Linked DNA regions of Mus musculus: all the other regions are linked to region 1. A link is a contact called in public ChIA-PET and promoter capture Hi-C data. All regions are on one chromosome and are shown on one strand. The core of a region is the stretch at or near the end of the contact, and the rest is flanking DNA. Distances in the headings are between cores, read along the strand shown. Region 1 holds the start of Sim2 (single-minded family bHLH transcription factor 2). Region 2 holds the start of Ripply3 (ripply transcriptional repressor 3). Region 3 overlaps Cldn14 (claudin 14). Region 4 holds the start of Chaf1b (chromatin assembly factor 1, subunit B (p60)). Region 5 overlaps Hlcs (holocarboxylase synthetase (biotin- [propriony-Coenzyme A-carboxylase (ATP-hydrolysing)] ligase)). Region 6 holds the start of Hlcs (holocarboxylase synthetase (biotin- [propriony-Coenzyme A-carboxylase (ATP-hydrolysing)] ligase)). Region 7 overlaps Hlcs (holocarboxylase synthetase (biotin- [propriony-Coenzyme A-carboxylase (ATP-hydrolysing)] ligase)).

The links. Promoter capture Hi-C pulls out the DNA fragments that hold promoters and counts their contacts. ChIA-PET counts read pairs in DNA pulled down with a chosen protein or histone mark. Capture Hi-C pulls out chosen DNA fragments and counts their contacts.
Region 2: a promoter capture Hi-C map of embryonic stem cells shows a contact between it and region 1, with 14 read pairs. The contact joins the promoter of Ripply3 here to the promoter of Sim2 in region 1. A contact is called at or near these places in 18 of 39 promoter capture datasets (the 3T3-L1 cell line, cranial neural crest, embryonic stem cells and 7 more), 1 of 15 datasets of contacts at CTCF or cohesin (embryonic stem cells), 28 of 484 Hi-C or Micro-C datasets (Th1 cells, differentiating embryonic stem cells, embryonic stem cells and 2 more), 18 of 115 datasets of contacts at active chromatin or transcription factors (embryonic stem cells, epiblast stem cells, large pre-B cells and 3 more) and 2 of 9 other capture datasets (adipose tissue and liver).
Region 3: a contact with region 1 is called in a promoter capture Hi-C map of embryonic stem cells, with 32 read pairs. The contact joins the enhancer-like site here to the promoter of Sim2 in region 1. A contact is called at or near these places in 1 of 39 promoter capture datasets (embryonic stem cells), 10 of 484 Hi-C or Micro-C datasets (B cells, Th2 cells, embryonic stem cells and 1 more) and 12 of 115 datasets of contacts at active chromatin or transcription factors (craniofacial prominence, embryonic hindbrain, embryonic midbrain and 4 more).
Region 4: an RNA polymerase II ChIA-PET map of memory CD8 T cells shows a contact between it and region 1, with 9 read pairs. The contact joins the promoter of Chaf1b here to the promoter of Sim2 in region 1. A contact is called at or near these places in 3 of 39 promoter capture datasets (cranial neural crest, liver and stem cell-derived epiblast-like cells), 3 of 115 datasets of contacts at active chromatin or transcription factors (craniofacial prominence, embryonic stem cells and memory CD8 T cells) and 2 of 9 other capture datasets (adipose tissue and liver).
Region 5: a contact with region 1 is called in an RNA polymerase II ChIA-PET map of memory CD8 T cells, with 32 read pairs. The contact joins the enhancer-like site here to the promoter of Sim2 in region 1. A contact is called at or near these places in 6 of 39 promoter capture datasets (the 3T3-L1 cell line, cranial neural crest, embryonic stem cells and 3 more), 16 of 484 Hi-C or Micro-C datasets (CD8 T cells, cortical neurons, embryonic stem cells and 5 more), 24 of 115 datasets of contacts at active chromatin or transcription factors (CD8 T cells, the HPC-7 cell line, acute myeloid leukemia and 14 more) and 3 of 9 other capture datasets (adipose tissue, liver and pancreatic islet).
Region 6: a promoter capture Hi-C map of adipose tissue shows a contact between it and region 1. The contact joins the promoter of Hlcs here to the promoter of Sim2 in region 1. A contact is called at or near these places in 1 of 39 promoter capture datasets (embryonic stem cells), 4 of 115 datasets of contacts at active chromatin or transcription factors (embryonic forebrain, embryonic midbrain, embryonic stem cells and 1 more) and 2 of 9 other capture datasets (adipose tissue and liver).
Region 7: a promoter capture Hi-C map of cranial neural crest shows a contact between it and region 1. The contact joins the enhancer-like site here to the promoter of Sim2 in region 1. A contact is called at or near these places in 4 of 39 promoter capture datasets (cranial neural crest, embryonic stem cells, maxillary cranial neural crest and 1 more), 2 of 484 Hi-C or Micro-C datasets (embryonic fibroblasts and nephron progenitors), 8 of 115 datasets of contacts at active chromatin or transcription factors (the HPC-7 cell line, bone marrow-derived macrophages, craniofacial prominence and 4 more) and 3 of 9 other capture datasets (adipose tissue, liver and pancreatic islet).

The regions. Positions count from the first base shown.
Region 1 is chr16:94,083,901-94,086,600 of GRCm38.p6, forward strand. It overlaps Sim2 (single-minded family bHLH transcription factor 2), which reads left to right and starts at 1,360. Exons shown (of 11, transcript NM_011377.2): 1 at 1,360-2,090. The coding sequence starts at 1,916. It overlaps Gm31175 (a long non-coding RNA gene), which reads right to left and starts at 1,244. Exons shown (of 6, transcript XR_876272.2): 1 at 1,124-1,244.
Region 2 is chr16:94,327,104-94,329,803 of GRCm38.p6, forward strand. It overlaps Ripply3 (ripply transcriptional repressor 3), which reads left to right and starts at 1,319. Exons shown (of 4, transcript NM_133229.2): 1 at 1,319-1,494; 2 at 2,243-2,318. The coding sequence starts at 1,394.
Region 3 is chr16:93,916,731-93,919,430 of GRCm38.p6, forward strand. Cldn14 (claudin 14) reads right to left here. Exons shown (of 2, transcript NM_001165925.1): 2 at 2,301-2,700. The coding sequence ends at 2,507. Among named protein-coding and RNA genes, the nearest start is that of Gm31012, 11 kb to the right of the region's middle. Within about 2 kb of position 1,396, at least 87 of the 459 cell types and tissues checked have an H3K27ac peak or open chromatin away from gene starts, as enhancers often do. A contact at or near this core is called in Th2 cells, embryonic stem cells and memory CD8 T cells, where this site is marked.
Region 4 is chr16:93,882,464-93,885,163 of GRCm38.p6, forward strand. Chaf1b (chromatin assembly factor 1, subunit B (p60)) reads left to right here and starts at 1,438. Exons shown (of 14, transcript NM_028083.4): 1 at 1,438-1,512; 2 at 2,003-2,158. The coding sequence starts at 2,033.
Region 5 is chr16:94,236,299-94,238,998 of GRCm38.p6, forward strand. All of the region lies in intron 5 of Hlcs (holocarboxylase synthetase (biotin- [propriony-Coenzyme A-carboxylase (ATP-hydrolysing)] ligase)), which reads right to left. Among named protein-coding and RNA genes, the nearest start is that of Hlcs, 53 kb to the right of the region's middle. Within about 2 kb of position 1,348, at least 51 of the 459 cell types and tissues checked have an H3K27ac peak or open chromatin away from gene starts, as enhancers often do. A contact at or near this core is called in cortical neurons, group 2 innate lymphoid cells, memory CD8 T cells and 2 more, where this site is marked.
Region 6 is chr16:94,288,910-94,291,609 of GRCm38.p6, forward strand. Hlcs (holocarboxylase synthetase (biotin- [propriony-Coenzyme A-carboxylase (ATP-hydrolysing)] ligase)) reads right to left here and starts at 1,382. Exons shown (of 11, transcript NM_001360045.1): 1 at 1,154-1,382. The coding sequence starts at 1,348.
Region 7 is chr16:94,215,372-94,218,071 of GRCm38.p6, forward strand. The region is part of intron 6 of Hlcs (holocarboxylase synthetase (biotin- [propriony-Coenzyme A-carboxylase (ATP-hydrolysing)] ligase)); the gene reads right to left. Among named protein-coding and RNA genes, the nearest start is that of Hlcs, 74 kb to the right of the region's middle. Within about 2 kb of position 1,265, at least 9 of the 459 cell types and tissues checked have an H3K27ac peak or open chromatin away from gene starts, as enhancers often do.

The DNA of each region.
Region 1 (2,700 bases), core at 110-2,609:
AGGCCTTCGAACTTCGGGTTTTCAAATGGGGACCCAGAAAAGACAGAAGAATCTGCTTCACGCGAGTGGTTAGGAGGCCCAGCTCCCCCGGCGCGGGTGGGGAAGTCTGCAGGACCAGGAGCTGGTCGGCCTGCAAGCTTTTCTCGGGCTTGGAAGAGGACTGGAGGGAGAGGAATGGAGCAGTGGCCAGGATATGGAAATCCCGTGTCGGGCACTGGGTTTCCAAGGTCAGACTCTCTGCATCCTATAACTTTACAGCCACCAAGCGAGCCACGGGGTCCACGACGACAAAAAGAACTGCGCTGAGACCTCTCTGCGTCTCTGTCTGGGATCCAAGACGCCTGGGAAATGGCATCTGACCCGCGTCGGAAGATTTAGGCTCCAAAGAGGAGTGTGGATGGGTTCGGGCGACCGCGACCGCCTGAGCGCCCGAGGGGACTGTAGTGCCGGCATCTATCCGGGCCTCAGCAGCAGGGAAGACACAAGATTATTTAACCTAGTGTGGCGCAGTGGGAGAATGCTTGCACTCAGTGACTGAATCTCCCTTCGCCAGCTACCTCTGCTCCACTTCTGAGGGTCGCATCAGCGTTCCCGGTTACCAAGGCTCTATTATTGTCGACCTGAAGCTTTGGCCCAAAGTCGATTGCCCTGTTGCCGCTAGCGCCCCTTGGGTTCAGCGCTCCCGCGTGCCCTCTGGCCCACCCCGTGTTCTCTCTCTCTCTCTCTCTCTCTCTCTCTCTCTCTCTCTCTCTCTCTCTCTCTCCCTCTCTCTCTCTCTCTCTCCTGGAAGGCGTCGTGCACGCGTGCGTGTGGATGAGTGGAGGGGAAAGGAGTAATTTTTCCTCGGGCCACCCCTTTAGACTCGCGGATCGGCCACCCAAGGAAGGTGCAAGTGTGAGACCAGGATTGCCACCCCGTCGCCGGGCACTTAGCCAGCTGTTAGCGCCGCCTTTTCTGGGCCGCGCCCGCGGGTGACCTGCCCGGAGCCTCCGTGGAAACCAGCACTGCAGCCCTCCCTCCTTCCTTCTTTACCGCGTCGGCCGCTCATCCTCGATCCCAGGCCCTGACACTCAACCTCGGAGCGGGTAGGCGCGACGCTTCTCGTGCACTCACCACGGCTTACCTTACCCCGGGAGCGCGCCGGTCTCTCGTGGGGACAGTCCCTGGAGGTGGCGACGCGGAGGCGCGCCGGCGACTCACGGGCCGCGGCGGGGGTCGGAGGCGAGGCTCACCGCCCCCGCCACGGCCCCTCCCCTCCCCCCTCCCGCGGTCCCGCGCAGCCCAGTCTCCGCCCGAAGGCGGGTCTGCCATAAACAAACGCAGCTCGGTCACACGTGGACCGCGGAGCAACTGCGCCCCGCCACCGATCGCGGGCTCCGGACGACCGGACTAAGGAAGCCGGAACCGCCGGGGAGGGCAGGAAAGCGCACCGAGCTCAGGCTTGGCACTGGCCACTGCCACCTCGCTCCGCTCCCGCCCCATGGCTCCGCGGCGGCCGCCGCCGCTGCCGCCCTTGCCTTCCGAGGGCCCTCGCGGCAGCGGGTACAAGCCCTCCTTTAAGGACTAAACAGGGTCGGCGCCTGCTCGCCCGCCAACCACAGCCCCAGGAAGGTCGAGGCGGGAGATACTGGAGACCAGAAGGAAGAGCGAGCTGGGATCAGGTCCACACGGGACGGTCCAGCCTCCAGCCTCAGACAGAGAGGGGGGCTGCGCAGCTGGTTTGCGACGGACTCAGGGCTGGCGCCTTGCAGAAGACGTTGGGTGCTCCAGGCCGGTCTCCCGCACCTGCCCGAGCCCGGCACCCCGACTCACCTGACCCCTGGCGTCCCTGTCCCCATTCCGGCTGCCGCAGCCCAAGCGGGACTCCGCGGGCCTGGAGCGCAGCGAGGTCTAATATGCCCAGAGCCGAGGCGCGATGAAGGAGAAGTCCAAAAATGCGGCCAAAACCAGGAGGGAGAAGGAAAATGGCGAGTTTTACGAGCTGGCCAAGCTGCTCCCGCTGCCTTCGGCCATCACCTCGCAGCTGGACAAAGCGTCCATCATCCGACTCACCACCAGCTACCTGAAGATGCGCGCGGTCTTCCCGGAAGGTGAGGCTGCAGGTGGGCGTCCGAGGCGCGGGGGAGCTGAGCGGCCGGCTGCAGAAAGGAGGCTTCCGTGCGCGGAGAAGCCCGCGCGGCCTCCTGGCTACCGTGGCCGCGTCTGGGGAGGCCGCGCCGGGGCTTCGGCCCAGGCCTAAGCTAAGGCTGAGGGACAATCCAATCACGTATAAGCTCTGGGCAGAGTCGGGAAAACCAAGCGTTATTCCTGGGTTAGTGTTTGCCAAGCTGACACAGGCAGGCTAGTTCGTTCCGGTTGTTCTTTCCCCCTTTCCTTTCTTTCCTGGCCCTCTCCTCCTCTCCTTTCACTGGCTTCTCTTTCTTTCCTTCCTTCCATACCAGTCCATGCTGGTCTTCTCTCTCTCTCTCTCTCTCTCTCTCTCTCTCTCTCTCTCTCTCTCTCTCTCCCTCTTTCTCTTTCTTTCTCTCTCTCTATCTCTCCTTCTTCTTCTTCTTCTTCTTCTTCTTCTTCTTCTTCTTCTTCTTCTCCTTCTCCTTCTCCTTCTCCTTCTCCTTCTCCTTCTCCTTCTTCTTCTTCTTCTTCTTCTTTCTTCTCCTCCTCCTCCTGCTCTCTCTCCATTATAATTTTTTCCCTTCTCCT
Region 2 (2,700 bases), core at 69-2,568, 240 kb after region 1:
AAGATAAAATGATCTAAAAATAACCTTTTATCTAATTTTCCATAGTGTTCAGGACTCCGTAGAGTTCCTGGATTTCAGACACAGGACTAGGAGAGAAAAGAGACCTGCACAAATTTATTTATTTATTTATTTAAGTTTCTGAGACAGGGTTTCTCTGTGCATCCTTAGACTGTCCTGGAACTCACTCTGTAGACCAGGCTGGCCTTGAACTCACAGAGATCCCCTTGCCTCTGCCTCCTGAGTGATGGCTCAACATGAGTGTGTTTTTATCAGCTATATAACATACCCCCATCCTTTACATACTATTGGGAACACTTGGCTGTCACTAGATACCTTTTCATTCTTTGGGCTCACAGATACACGTTATCAAAGTTCTTTAAAAGGCACCCACATCTAGGTGTTTTTTTATTAAAACAACAAGAAACCACTGACACCTTAACTGTGTTCGTGAGTTCACATTGTTTGCTCACTCCCAGCTTCCTGCTTTATATTCAGGGCTTTTAATACTGTAAATAAAATTTGTAAATACTCCCTCTTTCCTATTTGCCCTTAATTGGTGTTAAATATTCCCCAGATCTTAAATAAACCATTCGAAAACATTTTATTCCCCACCCCTCTCGGTTTTTAAAACCCGAGTCACTTAATTTAAATGACACAGACCAAGCTACAGTGTTCACATGCAGTCACCTGGCACTGGAGAACAGGTTATTGGGCAAAGGGGTACCCGGGGTCCTGACTGGTGACCCCTAACAGGAAGCACCCCTCCCCCATCTTAAGGCTTTCGTCGGTGCGGAGGTTGCGCCTAAACCCTCGCCTGGCTTCGTAAACCCAGCTGTCACCCACTCGTGGAGCTGTCCTGACCCTCGGTGTAGCGAGGACTCTGTGCCCCACACTCACCACCTCTCACAGTGCTGAAAGGGAAACTCTGGGAGAACTGGGGTGCGGGGTGGGGCTTCATGCTTTTAGGGATCAGAGCCCCGAGGGCAGCGGCCCCAGGAGTTGCTCAGCAGTGGGGAAAATTGTTCCCCGGGACGCGCAGCCGCCACCCGTCATCTCGGAGGCCCTGTAGGCCGTCTGTCCCGCCCTGCGCTTCCCGCTCCGCCAGTGACCCTCCTGGTTTTCTTTTGTCCTTTCTCCACTCTGGACACACACCCCTCCCCGCCGTCCCGACCCTGCTCTCTTCCTTGAGCCTTTCTGGTCTCCACCCTCTGCTTCCTCCGTCCCTTCCCGAGGTCCCTTGCCCTCCCCCTCCCCACGGGGCGCAGTTTCCCCGAGTCCCCTCCCCGCCCCGCCCCAGTTTTTAAACCTGGCGCCGAGTGAGCGGGTAGGTGAGCGCGTTCAGCCAGGGGGACCAGGCGCCGTCGGGCTGAGAGATTCGCGCGACACCCGCACCATGAGACCGGAGGCGGCCGGAGTCCGGGAGGCGCGGGGACGCCTCTGCCACTGTCCGGGGGATGATCCCGGGAGGCTACCGCTGCCACGCGGGCCCGAAAGGTGAGGGTGTCCTGTGGCCCCGGTGGAGGTGCACCCAGACACTGAGCTCCTTAACCTGAGATCGACTACTGCAAACTCCTGTCTGAAGTGCAGGGACCCCGCGGATATCTGGCAAGGAAATGGGCAACACTTGCGTGTATTGAGGATCTGAAATTGATCCAGCTGGAAAATACTGAAGGCTGGGGGCCCCATAAGAAATTTATAAAAGGATCCTGCGGTCTATCACAAAGTGACAGTCTCCTGCCCTACGCTGGGGATCGGTGTTTGCCCATCCAGGGACATCGCTATCTTTAAAGCTGTGAAGTTTAAGGAAATCAGATTAGCTGGGTAGGTAGGAAGCGGAGCAGTTTGGCGATGCAGAAACGCCTTTGGCATAGTAGTCTAAGGAGTCTCCAGCAGCAGAGGTGGTGTACTTGAAACCAACCATCTGTATTAGAAAAATTTGAGGTATCAATGAGAGATTTGCTAGGAGAAAAAATAATCTCCACTCACACGCGCCCTAATAATAGGTTAGATTTGGGGCTTCCCATCTCAGAGTGTACTAGGAAGCAGAGCCCGGAGAATTCTTCAGGAGGCAGGAACAGGTAAAGTACTGACTGGCCCATCGGCAGACAGACCTTAAGGGATCATGGTGTGTGCAGGGACTCTTTGTCAAACAGACACTATGGTATCAACCTCATAGTAACCTTTGGGGGGGCGGGGCGGCAGAAACGCCAGGAGTTCAGTCTCTCCTGGTGCTTGTTTCCAGTTCCATTCCAGCCCCGTGGAGACCGTGGATGTCGCCTCCCCCCGGAGATGCTGAACTGACCAGAACTGAACGTCCGGTAAGCTAAATGTGACTGTTGTAGGCAATAGTCAATCCAGAAAGCGGCACCACGTCTATAATAACTTTGAAAACAAAACCAAAACCCGGGGGAAGGACTCCTCTCTCGTGCTTAGCTTGGCCTAACCCACAAGTAAGTTCCTGAAGGTCTGGTGGGTAGAGCCCAGAGTGAACGGAGGTGCTAATGGGCCCACTGGGCTCGCGATTGCTCCTCCGTCCTTGAAAAGCAAACAGCTGAGGACATGGGCTTTGCATGGTAATTACATGCAGCGGTGGGAGAGGAGGGTTCTTCTATAAACCAGAGCATGGGGGAGGGAGGGGCAAAGCCCAGCCCCCTTAGAGAAAAGCTGATTATGTACCACACTGCAAAGCAGGCAGACCTC
Region 3 (2,700 bases), core at 146-2,645, 170 kb before region 1:
TGATTTGTCACAGCAATAGAAACCTTAACAAGACACCAGGAGATCTCATGAGGCCTCATGGTCAGAGCAGATTTGTAGGTGGGACTGGCTGAAGGAAACAGAGAGATTCCTCAGATCAAGTCCCCCACCCCAAGCTTCCTAAGAGTCCCGAGAGCCCTGTGATGTCAGGGCAAAGCATGACACTAGAGGCTGTGACAGTGAACTTTGTCAACTACTCTAGAACAATGGTTCTCACCCTTGGGTCAAGATGCCTTGGTGGGCCAGATATCAGATATCCAGCATATCAAATATTTACATTACAATTCATAATAGAAGCAAAATCACAGCTATGAAGTAGCAACAAAATAATTTATGGTTGGGGTCGCCACAGCATGAGGAACTGTATTAAAGGGTCGTAGCATTGGGACGGTTAAGAACCAAGGCTCGGGCTGGAGAGATGACTCAGCAGTTAAGAGCACTGACTGCTCTTCCAGAGGTCCTGAGTTCAAATCCCAGCAACCACATGGTGGCTCACAACCATCTGTAATGGGATCTGAGGCCTTCTTCTGGTGCGTCTGAAGACAGCTACAGTGTACTCACTCATATACATAAAATAAATAAATAAATTTTAAAAAAGAAAAGAAAAACAGAACCACGGCTCTAGAATCGTCTAGCAGATTAATTACCGGGCACATCTGTGAGGATGATTTGAGGTTGGTAAACTGAGGAAGGATGGAAGAGCCGCACAAACTGTGGGTAGCACGGTTCTGTGGGCTAGGGTGCAGGGCTGACGGCAGGGAGAAAGCTGGCTGAGAACCCGGGTCCATCTTTTACTGCTTCCTGACTGGATTCGACATGTCCATGCTCACAGTCCTGATGCTGCGCTGGACTGAGCCCTCAGACTGTAGCCAAAATAGGCCCTCCTTCCCTTGAGTCGCATCTTAACAGGTGAGGTGTGTTGGTTAGCACAGACTGGCCTTGAACTGGCTGTGTAGCCAAGGATGGCTTTGAACTTCCGACCTTCTGATCTCCACTTCCCAATTTCTTCGCTAACAGGTGTGCCTCTCCACGCCTGGCTTTATGTGGGGCTGGGGCTCTAACCCAGCGCTGGGTAAGCACTCACCGATTGAACTTTGCCCCAGTCACTGACAGGTGGCTGTAATTAGGATCATAACTAATACAGGGTTATGACATCATTGACGCCTGTGTAGGTCTAGGGCTTGGGCTGTGACCCTTTCTCCACATTCCGTTTGGATATTCAGTTTTACCCTTTGTGATCATGGGCCAGGGTCTCCCCAGGCTGAGCCACTGAGCCTCACCCTGCCCCACTGCAACTCTCGTGCTGGGGACTCTCACGCTCAGCCCTTGAGTGGGTGTGTCCTCCCCACTCAAAGCCTTTGGCAGAGGCCAGGGCAGAGAAAGGATGTGAGCACAGCTCTAGATTCCCTGGGGTAGGGTGTGGGAGGGAGGTTCAGGGAGACAGCAGACAGCTTTCTGGTCATGTGGTTGGAACCAGGAAGGACACTGGGGTCCTCACAACTTTCTAGGATTTTCTTTTTCTAGGTAAAGGAGCTCCCTAGAACCTGTTGTCACGGCAGCTAGGACTTAGAAAAAGAGGGTAACATTTACAGCTAAGCCCTGGGGGCCAAGCACTCCTGACTGAACTTCGTGCCAACGCACAGAAAGCAGAGGTACCAGAACCTCTTCCGCTTCTCTTTGTAACTTATTAAAGGAAGAACTGTTGAGCCAGCAAGACTCTTATCTGATAAGAGAGGCTTTGGGCAAGCCTATGACCTGAATGGTGTGATCCCAGGTTCTGCCACAAGGTGGCAGTAGAGTAAGACTCTGGGGAACTGTCCTTCACTCTCTACGCTGCCCCCCTTCCCCTTTCTCTCACACACAAGTGCGGGCGCGCGCACGCGCGCGCACACACACACACACACACACACACACACACACACACACACACACTACACAGTGGGAACCGTTTTCAGGTAGACAGCAACACTCGCTTAACTTTCTGCTGTGTGGTGTCCTTTGAGGCTTGCTTCTAGATTTACAGGGGCCTCTGTGACTTCCTGGGGGCACAGCAGTCAGCTTTCTAGATTTTCCCATCATGCACTAGTGGATGCTAGTGATTCAGTGTCAAGGTCAGGGCTCCTGGTCCTTAGTTTGGCTGCATAACCAGGATACTCCAAATCCCCAGGACTCAGATGAGGCTTTCCACACCTTGAAGATGCAGCAGGAGCTACTGCTGCCCGCCTCACAGACCACCTCCACGCGGCTTGTTCCCGTGAGACAAACCAACCCGATGGATGGGCCACGCTTCCAAGACACTCTTTATTGAGCTCTTATTAAGCCACCCGCATAAATACATATAATAAATAAAAAACCAGCACTTTTTAGAAGTCTTTGCTTTGAAGAGCACCTCCTTCCCTGTGTTCCGGGCTTGCTCTCTGCATCCTTCCCACATCCATCATTGGTCCTTTGGGGCCCAGCATCCCTGGCAGAAGCCCGGGGAAGGAACTCACACGTAGTCATTCAGCCTGTACCCACTGTGCGCGGCTGAGGTCACCGAGGGGGCACGGTTGTCCTTGTAGGCCGCTGGTGGGCGGTAGGCAGGGGCGGTAGCCGTGGTGGTAGCTCCGGCCCTGGACTGGGGCGGGTAGGGTCTGTAGGGGGCCTCGTCCTGGCAGGATAAGCAGAGCAGGGTGCCCCCGA
Region 4 (2,700 bases), core at 188-2,687, 200 kb before region 1:
TCTTATAGCCCATACCCACAGTGACACACCTACTCCAACAAAGCCACACCTTCTAATAGTGCCACTCCTTGGGCAAACCATATACAAGCCATCACAGTATGTATGCATGTGCACCATATGTGTGCCTGGTGCTTTTGGAGGTCAGAAAAGGGTGTTGGGTTAACTGGAACTGTGTCATGATCCACCATGTGGGTTCTGGAAACTGAACCCAGGGCCTTGACCAAAGCAGCCAGTGCTCTTACATGCTGAGTCCTCTCCAGCTCTTGAGATCATTTCTTTATAAAAACCCAACTTTCGCCGGGCAGTGGTGGTGTATGGCTTTAATCTCAACACTTGAGAGGCAGAGACAGGTGAATTTCTGAGTTCGAGGCCAGCCTGGTCTACAGAATGAGTTTCAGGACAGCCAGGGCTGTACAGAGAAACCCTGTCTTGGAAAAAAAAAAAAACAAAAACAAAAACAAAAACAAAAAAAACCTTAACTTTCATATGCTGGCCTGTAAGAAGTCAAAACCATAGGAGACAAGAATCTTTAAAAAATATGTGACATTATTGAGAAGGTCATGGTGGATAAATTAACCATTACATAATTGGAATGGAAGTTCCTACACATTCATGAGGCTGGCCTCAATCTTGCTGTGTAGTTAAGGTTGACCTTGAACTCCTGATCATCTTCCCATTTCCACCTTCAGAGTGTTGGGATTACCATCATAACAACCATTCTAGGCGTCTGTCACATCGCTAAGAGAGGGCGAAGGCATTGCTGTTTTATTGACATTTTGAAACTCCAGAGCCATTTTGAGATATTTGGTGGGGCAGGACAGCTCTCAAATATCCACTGCCTGGGACACTCTTATTTGGTTATATTAGATGAGTCCCAAAGTTTCCCATCTGCCCTATAAGAAATGTTATATATTTTTTGTTTAGTCTTTAGTTCAGGCTGGCCTGGAACTCTCTGTAGCTGAGGATAACCTTCCTCTTAGGGTCCTCTGGAGTGCTGAGATCACCGGCAGGGGCTGGTGACAGAACCGCTGCTGTTGGCTAAGCGTGCAATCAGCTGCCTGCGTCTCTAGTCCCGCTTTTCTTTCTAGACCGTAAATTCCAGGCGGGAAGATCTGTCCGATGAGCATGTGACACTGACGCGTGGTAGGTAGGACGTCTTGCATCTCGGGTTAGCACGTCAAAGCTGGACGAGCCTGGACTCCTCCGAGGCGCGGGAATGGGATTCCCAGTCCCGCCCAACAGGAGCCACGAGCCGCGACAGCCCCGCCCACGAGAAAGAAAAGAGCCCAGAGCTCCGCCCACCGGAAGCCAAGGTGCCGGGAGATTGCTGGCCACTGGGAGGAGGGATGCCCTGGACCCTCCCATTCAGAGACTTTGTCTTGTGACAGCCCCGCCCACGCGGAGGCGGGACGCCCCGGAACTCCGCCCCGAGGAGGCGTGACCGGAGGCGTGGCCTGCGGCGCGCGGGAAGCTGCGGGCTGTGGCGGCCCCGGGTGGACCGAGTTACTGCAGGTAGGTTTGCTGATACCCGGCTTCCGCGCTTCTGACCTGGGTTGGGCTGCAGCTCCTCACCGGGGCCGTGAGTTCTGATCTCAGCGCGGGCGCAGGCAGAAGGCAGTTCGTCCCAGACCACAGTCCCCACCGGGACCGGGACTCGCGCGCCTTCCGCCAGGCCGGGTTGGGCCGCCCGGACCCGCGCCCCTCCCCGTGAACTCCCTCCCTTGCTGCTCCCCGGGATGATAGCCAGTACTCCGGTACCGGTCTCTGGGACCCCACCTCAACACGATGCTCTGTGCTGCCCGTCCTCGCCTCCGTCTGGGGTGTTTGGTTTCTTTCTCTTCCGGAACCGTACACTGGTGGAAGTCTCTCTACCTGCGGGAGCATTTTAGCTGAAGATTGCAGGTGTCTGAGCCGTCGGCGTCGCTAATGGCTTCTGTGCTCTTTCCCCGGCTCGCCCTTCATGTTCCAGGGTCGCTGTTTAACTCTTTGCTAACGTTTCCAGCCTCCCTTTGCCTGGCGGAAACTCTGGAGGATGAAAGTGATCACGTGTGAAATCGCCTGGCACAACAAGGAGCCAGTGTACAGCCTGGACTTCCAGCATGGGGCAACCTGGAAGATCCACAGGCTGGCATCCGCGGGGGTGGACACCGCCGTCAGGGTAAATGGACAGGCGGGAGGATACGGGGAGGTTCTACGCGGAGCTCACGTTTTCATTCCTTTGTTTAAAACTGAAGGCAGCAACTCAAGTCGGGTTGCCACCTAGTCCAGTGTACTAAGTTCTGAGGCCTGGGGAAAGCAAGGAATGCTGAGAAGATTAGCTTTCTTAACATTTGCTACATTGTTTTTGTTTGTTTTGTTTGTTGTTTCAAGACAGGGTTTCTCTGTGTAGCCCTGGCTGTCCTAGAACTCTGTAGACCAGGCTGACCTCGAACCCTCTGACTCCCAAGTGCTGGGAATAAAGGCGTGGGCCACCACGGCCCGGCTATTTGCTACATTGTTACAAGTGGGTTCTCAGTATTTTAGAATACTAAACTAGGAAGAGCTCTGTGGTGCCAGGCATGTATCCCCAATACCCATACGGTACAGATCTGAAGTTTGAGATTCTCAACAGTAGTGAGTTTGAGTCCAGCCTGGGCTAGGTGAGACCTTGTCTCAAAATAGTAATACTGAGCCTAGCTCCTGTGCTCTGTGCTTTGCCCA
Region 5 (2,700 bases), core at 98-2,597, 150 kb after region 1:
CACACATGCACCTGAACATGCGCAAACATGCACACACATAGTAAGCTAAACATGTACAACAGGATCCCATTTAGGCAACAGTTCAGAGAGGCCAGGCTGACGTCCATAGTGGTAGAGGGCAGAAGTGTGTGTGTGTGTATGTGTGTGTGTGTGTGTGTGTGTGTGTGTAGGGGGGGTGATGTGAGGCTGGGCTCTGAGATGAGAGCTCAGGAGGACCCACAGAGCCCAGAACAGGGAAACACAACCTTTCATCAAACTGCACACCAGAGCAGGTGTATTATCTTGAGTACAAATCATACCTAAATAAAATTAATTAAAAAAAATCAAATGGCCATAATCTTAAAGTCACGCAGAAACAAGACCCCAATATTAGTGTTCAAAAGCACACCGTGGGGGCTTTTGCTTGCACTTAGTGTGAGCACTCAGAGCGGCAGTCTGGTAAACACAGTAACTTGAGTGCCGCTAAGATGGGGACCTGATGCTAACTGTCCCTCTAGAGCCACCTCCCCTCCCAAAACCCGCTGTCCATCTGACAAATCAACGTTGGATTAAAAGTATTATTACCGTCTGCGATTGTGTTCTGAAGTTTCACTTCCCAATCTATAAGGCTTTTTATCTCAGAGACACATTTGGCTCATGATAAATAGATTAGTCCTGCTTCGGTCACAACATCGGCAGTTGCTAGGCAACCAGAAGCGGGCAAATCAGAAAATGAGTCATCAAAGACAAGGCACGCAAGCCCTTTTTATGGGTGTCTGGTTCTTAAATACCTCAGGGAACAGGAGCAAATGTATGTCTACCTTCGTGGAATGTATGGGAAAAAACCCAATTCTTCCTCCTCTTTTTAAAATCTACTCAATTAAAAAAAATGTAAAATGTTTAAGCTTTAAGTCCATCTCGCTGACCTATGACCCCAGCCCCAATAAAAATGTACAGAGCACCTACACAGCAATGTCACAGTGACACCTGTATGAGATGACCCAGCCCTGCAGGAAGCCCTAATCCAGGCAGCCGAGCGAGCATGAAGTGTGCTGTCCAGCTCGCTGGCTGTGCCAGTGTGAAGAGTTCTGTTTTCCCAGGAAAGCGACTCTTTGACTACTTGAATATCACCATGCTCCTTCCTTCCTTCCTTCCTTCCTTCCTTCCTTCCTTCCTTCCTTCCTTCCTTCCCAGTCGTATCCCTTCCCACCCAACCTTGCAGGATGTACTGAAGCTCCTAAGTCATTCCTTAGGAAATCCTGAGGAAGTGAAAAGGCAGACAAGCAAAAACGTGAGCACAGGCGTGAGCACAGGCTAGGGGACGTGAGCACAGGCTAGGCACAGGCTAGGGGACGTGAGCACAGGCTAGGCACAGGCTAGGGGACATGAGCACAGGCTAGGCACAGGCTAGGGCGTCCTGGAAGGACGTGCACAGGCTCTTGGTGGCTGAGCTTCAGGAAGATGTAGCCTCTGAGCTAATATGAGAGAGAAGACCCTCTTGGACACAGGTTGGGATTTTTAACTTTCTCACCCAGCAGTGGTGGTGCACACCTTTAATCCCAGCACTCTGGAGGCTGAGGCAGGCAGATCTATCTGTGAGATCGAGGCCAGACTACAGAGTGAGTTCCATGACAGCCAGGGCTGCAAAGAGAAACCCTGTCTTGAAAACACACAACCAAAACAAACAACACACAAAAAAATTTCACTTTCTCCCTTCCTGGAATCTGGAGCATCCAAACTCTGGGAAAAGTGACGGGAATTTTCACAGCAACGGAAGGCAGTGACTAAGACAGAGCACTCCTGTAGCATGGTCCCTCCAGACAGCAGGCCAGCAAAGGGGCTCCCGGTGGCAAGAAAACCTCACTATATCCTGCTACACAGCACAGTCCCTTTGACAGCTCCTAACCAATCACTGACTGGGAAAGAAGCAAGACCCAGAGAAGGACACACGAGTGTCCAACCAGGGACTACCTGACCACAGCAGAGCCTGCCACCAAGGGCAGCTTTAGAAGCTGAGTCTGAGGAGTTCCATTTTGCCGGCCTGTGGTGGATTCCATGTAAATTGGAGGCTAATAAACCAACTGTGCGTTCTATGGGAGGAAACCGCCCAGTTTCTCCTATTATTAGTACTTTAAACACTGCATAGCCACTGGTAATCACACACAGCCCGGTATCCACCACACCGCACAGGGCTGTCAAAGGATAGCACTAAGGATATCTTCTGCCTGGGTCAGAACTCCACTGGGATTCTGCTCACAGCACTCTCCAGGTGAAATCTGACCCCAAGCCGAGCAAGGTTCGGCAATGTGTGAGAAACATCTGCAAACACCTGTGCGACTCCTCCCCTGACAGTCCCCAAGCCAGCTGCTGCTGTCCCAGCCACACGGGCCATGTCTGATACCTGCAGACTCTTCCCTTACAGGGAGGACTCGGTTTCCCAGACCCGGTTCCCGAGGTGCTGCCTCGGCTCAGGAGCTCAGTCACCAACCCCCACACAACCGGGAAGACTCTCACCAAGGGACAAAGCGAACCTGGAGAAGTCTGCTTTGACCCTCCCATGTGGGTAAATCACCCCAACACGGTGGTGCCGCACAGCACACCTTTGATCCGATCTCCAGTCAACAAAGTAAGTTGCAGTCTGGCCAGAGCTATGTGGCAAGAACCTGTCTCTGAAAAACAAAGACAGAATTGGGGTGCATCGCCCCAAACTTCTTGCTTCTT
Region 6 (2,700 bases), core at 132-2,631, 210 kb after region 1:
GAAGAGCCAAGTAACTGAGTTAGCATAGTTAGAAAACCAAGGTCATGAACATGTTCAAAGTATCGAAGAAATTATCTTTGGCAAATTCTCTACTCTGATATAAACCTCAAAGACTTTGTTTTAAATAAAGGCTTTGTTTTAAATAATCAGCTTAGAGACTGCCACAGTGGAAAAGTCCACCATTGGTGATTATTCTTTGTGATGTCTCTTAAATGGTTTAAGAGAACTGAGCCCAGATATTCTAAGAGGGGCAGATCTGTGTGCACTGCACCTTCCTTGCGCCAGGTGGTACTAGTCATGTCTATTCCTACAGCTGTAAGCTTGGGAAGCCTGAGAGATCTCGGTGTGTAATTCACACTGTATTCTTCTTTAGATTCATTTAATTTTATGTGTACAGCTGTCCCGCCCCCACGTGTGTACGTGCGCCATCTGCATTCCTTGGACTCTCTGGAACTGGAGTCACAGATGGTTAGGAGCCACCATGTGGGGACTTGGAACTAACTAGACATGGATGCTCTGCAAGAGCAACAAGTGTCCTTAACCACTGAACCATCCTCAATCCCCACACGGTGTTTCTTAGAGTGCTTTCTTTGTTAGTTCCCTAGAAGCACGATTCCATCCTCATTACTAAGCAGCTTGACAAAAATATTCACCCTGAAGTAAGATTATGATTCTCGTATCGGTGTTAGGGTTTGACATCTACGGGGGAAAAAAAACTCTCAGTTTAGTGCTGAAAGTGAGGCAGATTTCCAGAAGGAAGCGGAAAGGGCAGAGACGGCTGAAAAGCAAAACACTGAATGGTGTTCACGGAAACAAGTGTGTCCAGAAGTGTATGGTAGGAAGTGCACTGTGAAGTCAGGTCCCTTGCCTGCAGCCGACCTGTGCAAACGGCCAGAGTGCCCCCTTCCCAGTGAGGGGCAGCGGCCATCACCCTCCGACAGGACCAGAAGCTAGCCCACGGGAACACTAGGTGCCACGAGGGATGTCCGGGATGTGCCTGCTGCAGCTGCAGGACCGGAGACACCAGGGAGGGGCAGCTGGCCCGCGGCCCACAGGTCACAGCAGGGCTTCCCGGGCTCCCGTGCACGCGTGGGCTGTGCGAGCCGAGCTGCAGCCGAGCCCCGTCCACGCGGCGACCCCGCCCGCCGCCCACCTGGCTCTCGCCGACGCAGAAGACGCGGCCGCCCTGGCTCAGGCACACGCGCGCGTCCCTGGGCTGCGCGGCCGCGCGGCAGAAGGTGAAGGAGCAGCGCGAAGCACGCAGCCGCCGCACCGTGGACAGCACCAGCGCGGCCGGCCGGCGCCCCCAGCGCGCCCACAGGTACAGGTAGCACAGCGTGATGAGCATGGCCGGCGCCCGCGCCCGGCTCGCGCCAGGCCCCGCCCCGGCCGGAAGCGAGGCTTCGGGAGTGTGGAGTGCGCGTGCGCTGCAGGAGGGGGGCTGAGGGCGGAGCGGGTGTGCGGGGCAAGGAAGGATGCAGGAGAGGGATGCGCTAGAGGTGGAAGGATGCAGCAGGCTGGGTAGCATCTGGGGGCGCCAGGACCATGGAGAGGGTGCCTCGGGTAAAGAGAGGCTACAGGAATGGAAAGGGCAGGCAGGACTGAAGATGGCATTGGAAGAGAGGTCACTGTCTGGTCTCAGGAGGCTGGCTTTTCCAAGAGGGGCTGGGGGAAAGGTGAGCCAGGAGATTGAAGGTGTGCTCTGGAGATGGAGAGACCTGGGCTGCAGAACTAGAGTGAACTGGGGAGGTGAGAGGGGCTGTGCTAGGGACATACAGGGACAGGGGCAGAGTAGTGAGGGGCTGGGAAAGTATTGGGGGGGAGGGAGCAGAGAGGGTGAGGGAGGTGGATAGCCTGATCAAGTCAAAGTTCAGCCTCCATTCCTTGAGGGTGGGGATGAGTGAGGCACTGGGCCTAAGTTTATATCAACAGCCAGTATTTGCGAACTATCAACACATTACAAATCAGAGAACTGACAAGACTGACGGCCTCTACCCGACCCAGTTGGTAAATCAGGTGAAGCTGTTTTATTAGATCATGCTAAACCTTCAAAAAGTGCTATTGGGTAAATTACATGGATTCATATGAAGAACACACACACACACAAAAAAAAAAAAAAAAAAAAAAAAAAAAAAAAAAACCCGAGGTATTCCCACTACATGTCTGTTACCGGTTTAACTGTGGGCATCCTGAGCCCAGTGGAAGGAGGGAACATCAGTTATGATTCCCAGAGGGCCTGTCCCAGGGGAAGCAAAATTCTCCCAGCAATTAAAAACAGCAGCTTTCTTCCCCAGAGCCTCCCATCCACAATAACTCTGAACAAACAATTTGTAGTTGCTTGCTGCCCTGACCCTTGCTCCCGAACTGCAAACAAGCAGCATAATGTGTTAACAACAGTCAGGTACACTGGCCATGGATCTGCTCATCTCAAATGGCCACTCACTCTGCAGTGGTGGCGCATGCCTTTAGTTCCAGCGCTTGGGAGGCAGAGGCAAGCTAATCTCTGTGTTCGAGGCCAGACTGGTCTATAGAGTGAGTTCCAGGACAGCTGGGGCTACACAAAGAAACTGTGTCTGGAAAAGAAAAAAGAAGTCCACTCACAGAACCTCAGCCTTGTGGTCAGATGGTGTAGCAACAACAGATTTAGCAGGAGGGTCCAGGAAGAAATGACTGGGCTCATGAGGAAGGTACATGTCACTG
Region 7 (2,700 bases), core at 15-2,514, 130 kb after region 1:
CTAGAAGATATGCTTATTTTATGTATGTGAGTACACTGTAGCTGTCTTCACACACACACACACACACACACACACCCCAGAAGAAAGCATTGGCTCCCATTACAGATGGTTGTGAGCCATCAGGGAGTTGTTGGGAATTGAATTCAGGACCTCTGGAAGAGCAGCCAGTGCTCTCAATATCTGAGCCATCTCTCCAGCCAGCCAGCCTTCCTTCCTTCTTCCTTCCTTTCTTCCTTTCTTTCTTCTTTAATGGGTTAACTCATTAAAAAAGAAAGATGATTTATTTTAGGTGAATCTTCTCTCAGCCGTGCCATGACAGAAAGATTTCTGGGCCAGCGAGATAGCTCCATGGGTAAAATGTGGTCACCTGAGTTTGAATCACTGGAAGCCACATAAAGCTAGAAGGAGAGACCCAGTTTACAAAACCCTCTCACCTTCACACACGTAGCGTGGCATGAACCCCCACCCTACCCACACAATAACAACAATGTTAAAAAGGAGATTTTTAACAAACCCAACTTCAAACCCAACTTCAGTCCTCAGATGACCCCTACACCCTGCATTTTGCATTTTGAATTTCGGGAAGTCCCATGAGACACTGACCGGGTGATGCAGATGACGCGGGAGAGGAGCCGTTCCATCAGTTACCTCTCACAGTTCCCTTCCTCACAAGACTTGGTCTGCGGAGCTTCGCAGTGTAAGAAGCCCCTCTCAGCCCCCATACCGCCGCTCCAGCAATCCTCCAGCTTAATTGCACGAGCATGTCTAATGTTGTGTGTATAGCAAGTGTGTTCAAACCCGACCCTCAGACTTTTGGACCCACCTGAGAGTCCCACACAAGCCTCCTCGCCCTCGGAATGCTGAACAGAAAGACCTAAGCTGTTGCTGCTTCAGACTCTCTGGGGGACAGAGCAGGCAAAGGAACCGGAGAAAACTGCATCTGAAACAGCACCCTGGGGCCCTAGTTACAGTGCCCCCGGACTGCAAAGAATCCGAAAAGTTGTTTTATCACGACTTTAAAATTAACTCCACACCAGAGCATGTGTGTTTTTACTTAGGGGCCGTCAGAAATTGATACTGAAGGACTGTCAGCAGGAGGCCGGGCTGCTTTGGCTTCTGGCTCCAGCACTACTGGTAGGAGCAGGGCCTGCTGCCCTGGTAAGGAGCTCCCTGCAGAAGGATCACCGCCCTCAACCAAGCTTACTTTCTTGCTACCACAGAAAGTTGTGGAGAGGCAGTCAGGGCCACATCTGGACGCAGAAAGAACTCACCCAACAGGCCAGGTGGGTCCTGTCACCTCCTGGCTGCCATTACTAAGTTACAAGTCTTCACTCCTGTGCACTCTCACTCTGTGTGTGTGTGTGTGTGTGTGTGTGTGTGTGTGTGTGTTCACCAGTGTGAGAATGCATAACATGAACAGGCCATGTGGATGTCCAGTGTCTTCCTCAATGGCTCTCTGCTGTGTTGTGTTCCGTTTGTATTTTCACCTGGGGCTCATGGATTTGGCTAGCCAGGCCGCCCAGCAAGCCCCAGGGATCCTCCTGTCTCTGCCTCCCCAGGTCATCTGGTTTTCACACAGGGGCTTGCCCCCAACTCACACAGCAAGTGCTGCGTTACCCACTGGGCCATCTATTGATCTCCTTTCTCACACCTAATGCATGGTGCTTCCACTGTTAATTTAGAAACAACGTGAACAGGAAGGGTTGGCTTCTGTCTGCCCTTCTGTCCTCAGACACTGCCTTCACTCATGTCAGAGGCGGGAAGATTTTCTGAGGCCGAGGAATCCCCTTCACAAGGGTCAGGAGACGCAGAGGAACTGGCTTTAACATATGTCACAGGAGGGAAGTTACCTCAAGGGCCATCTCCTGGTCCTTCAACCCAGCTGTTGGGAGAAGTCAAGGCTAGGTCAGAGCGCACCTGGCCTCCTGGGTCTGCGTGACAGTTTGAAGCTCAAGGGCAGAAAGGCCGGGGGAAAGCATGCGGGAGGAGGGCAGCTTGGCACCAACCCTTGCTCGGGGCCACACCCACTTCCCCCAGAGGCTCTTCTGGGGGATTATGGGATAAAATTACATCAGAATATACATTAATGGGAATATTTTCAATAATGAGAACACTGCTAATTGTATCTTTTCTTTTTTTTAACACGGGGTAGAATACTTTATGGTGACCCTGAGAGCAGCCAGGTGCCCGGCGGGGAGCCTCATATTCTGCACACACTTGTAAAGGCCGTGACAGGAGGCTGCGTGGTATGAGGTGTGAGAAATGAAAACTTTATGTGCATACAAATTTAGATTTTTAAAATATTTTCACTAGGGGCATAAATAACGAGAAATTAGACCCCTGGGTTTTCAGAGGGTGAGAATACAGACTGAGGTTTTTGTTTTAAATTTGAGTACTTGGGGGCACCTAAGACCTGAGGAAGTCACCGAGAGCAACACCTCAGCTCGACTTTGTGCTTTTCATGGAACTTACAGTTTTCTTCAAGGAAGGACGGGAGGTTGAACACACATGAGAGAGAGAGAGGGAGGGAGGAAGAGAGAGAGATCGCATACCACACATGTATAGAAGTAAACATGCATCTCTCTTCGGAAAACGGCCTTTACAAACACAAAAACAGTTTACCTAAATTCATTTTTTTAATTTTAATTTGTTTTAAATATAGTATCACTGCCCTACTTTAAAAAAATCCTCCATGGTGAT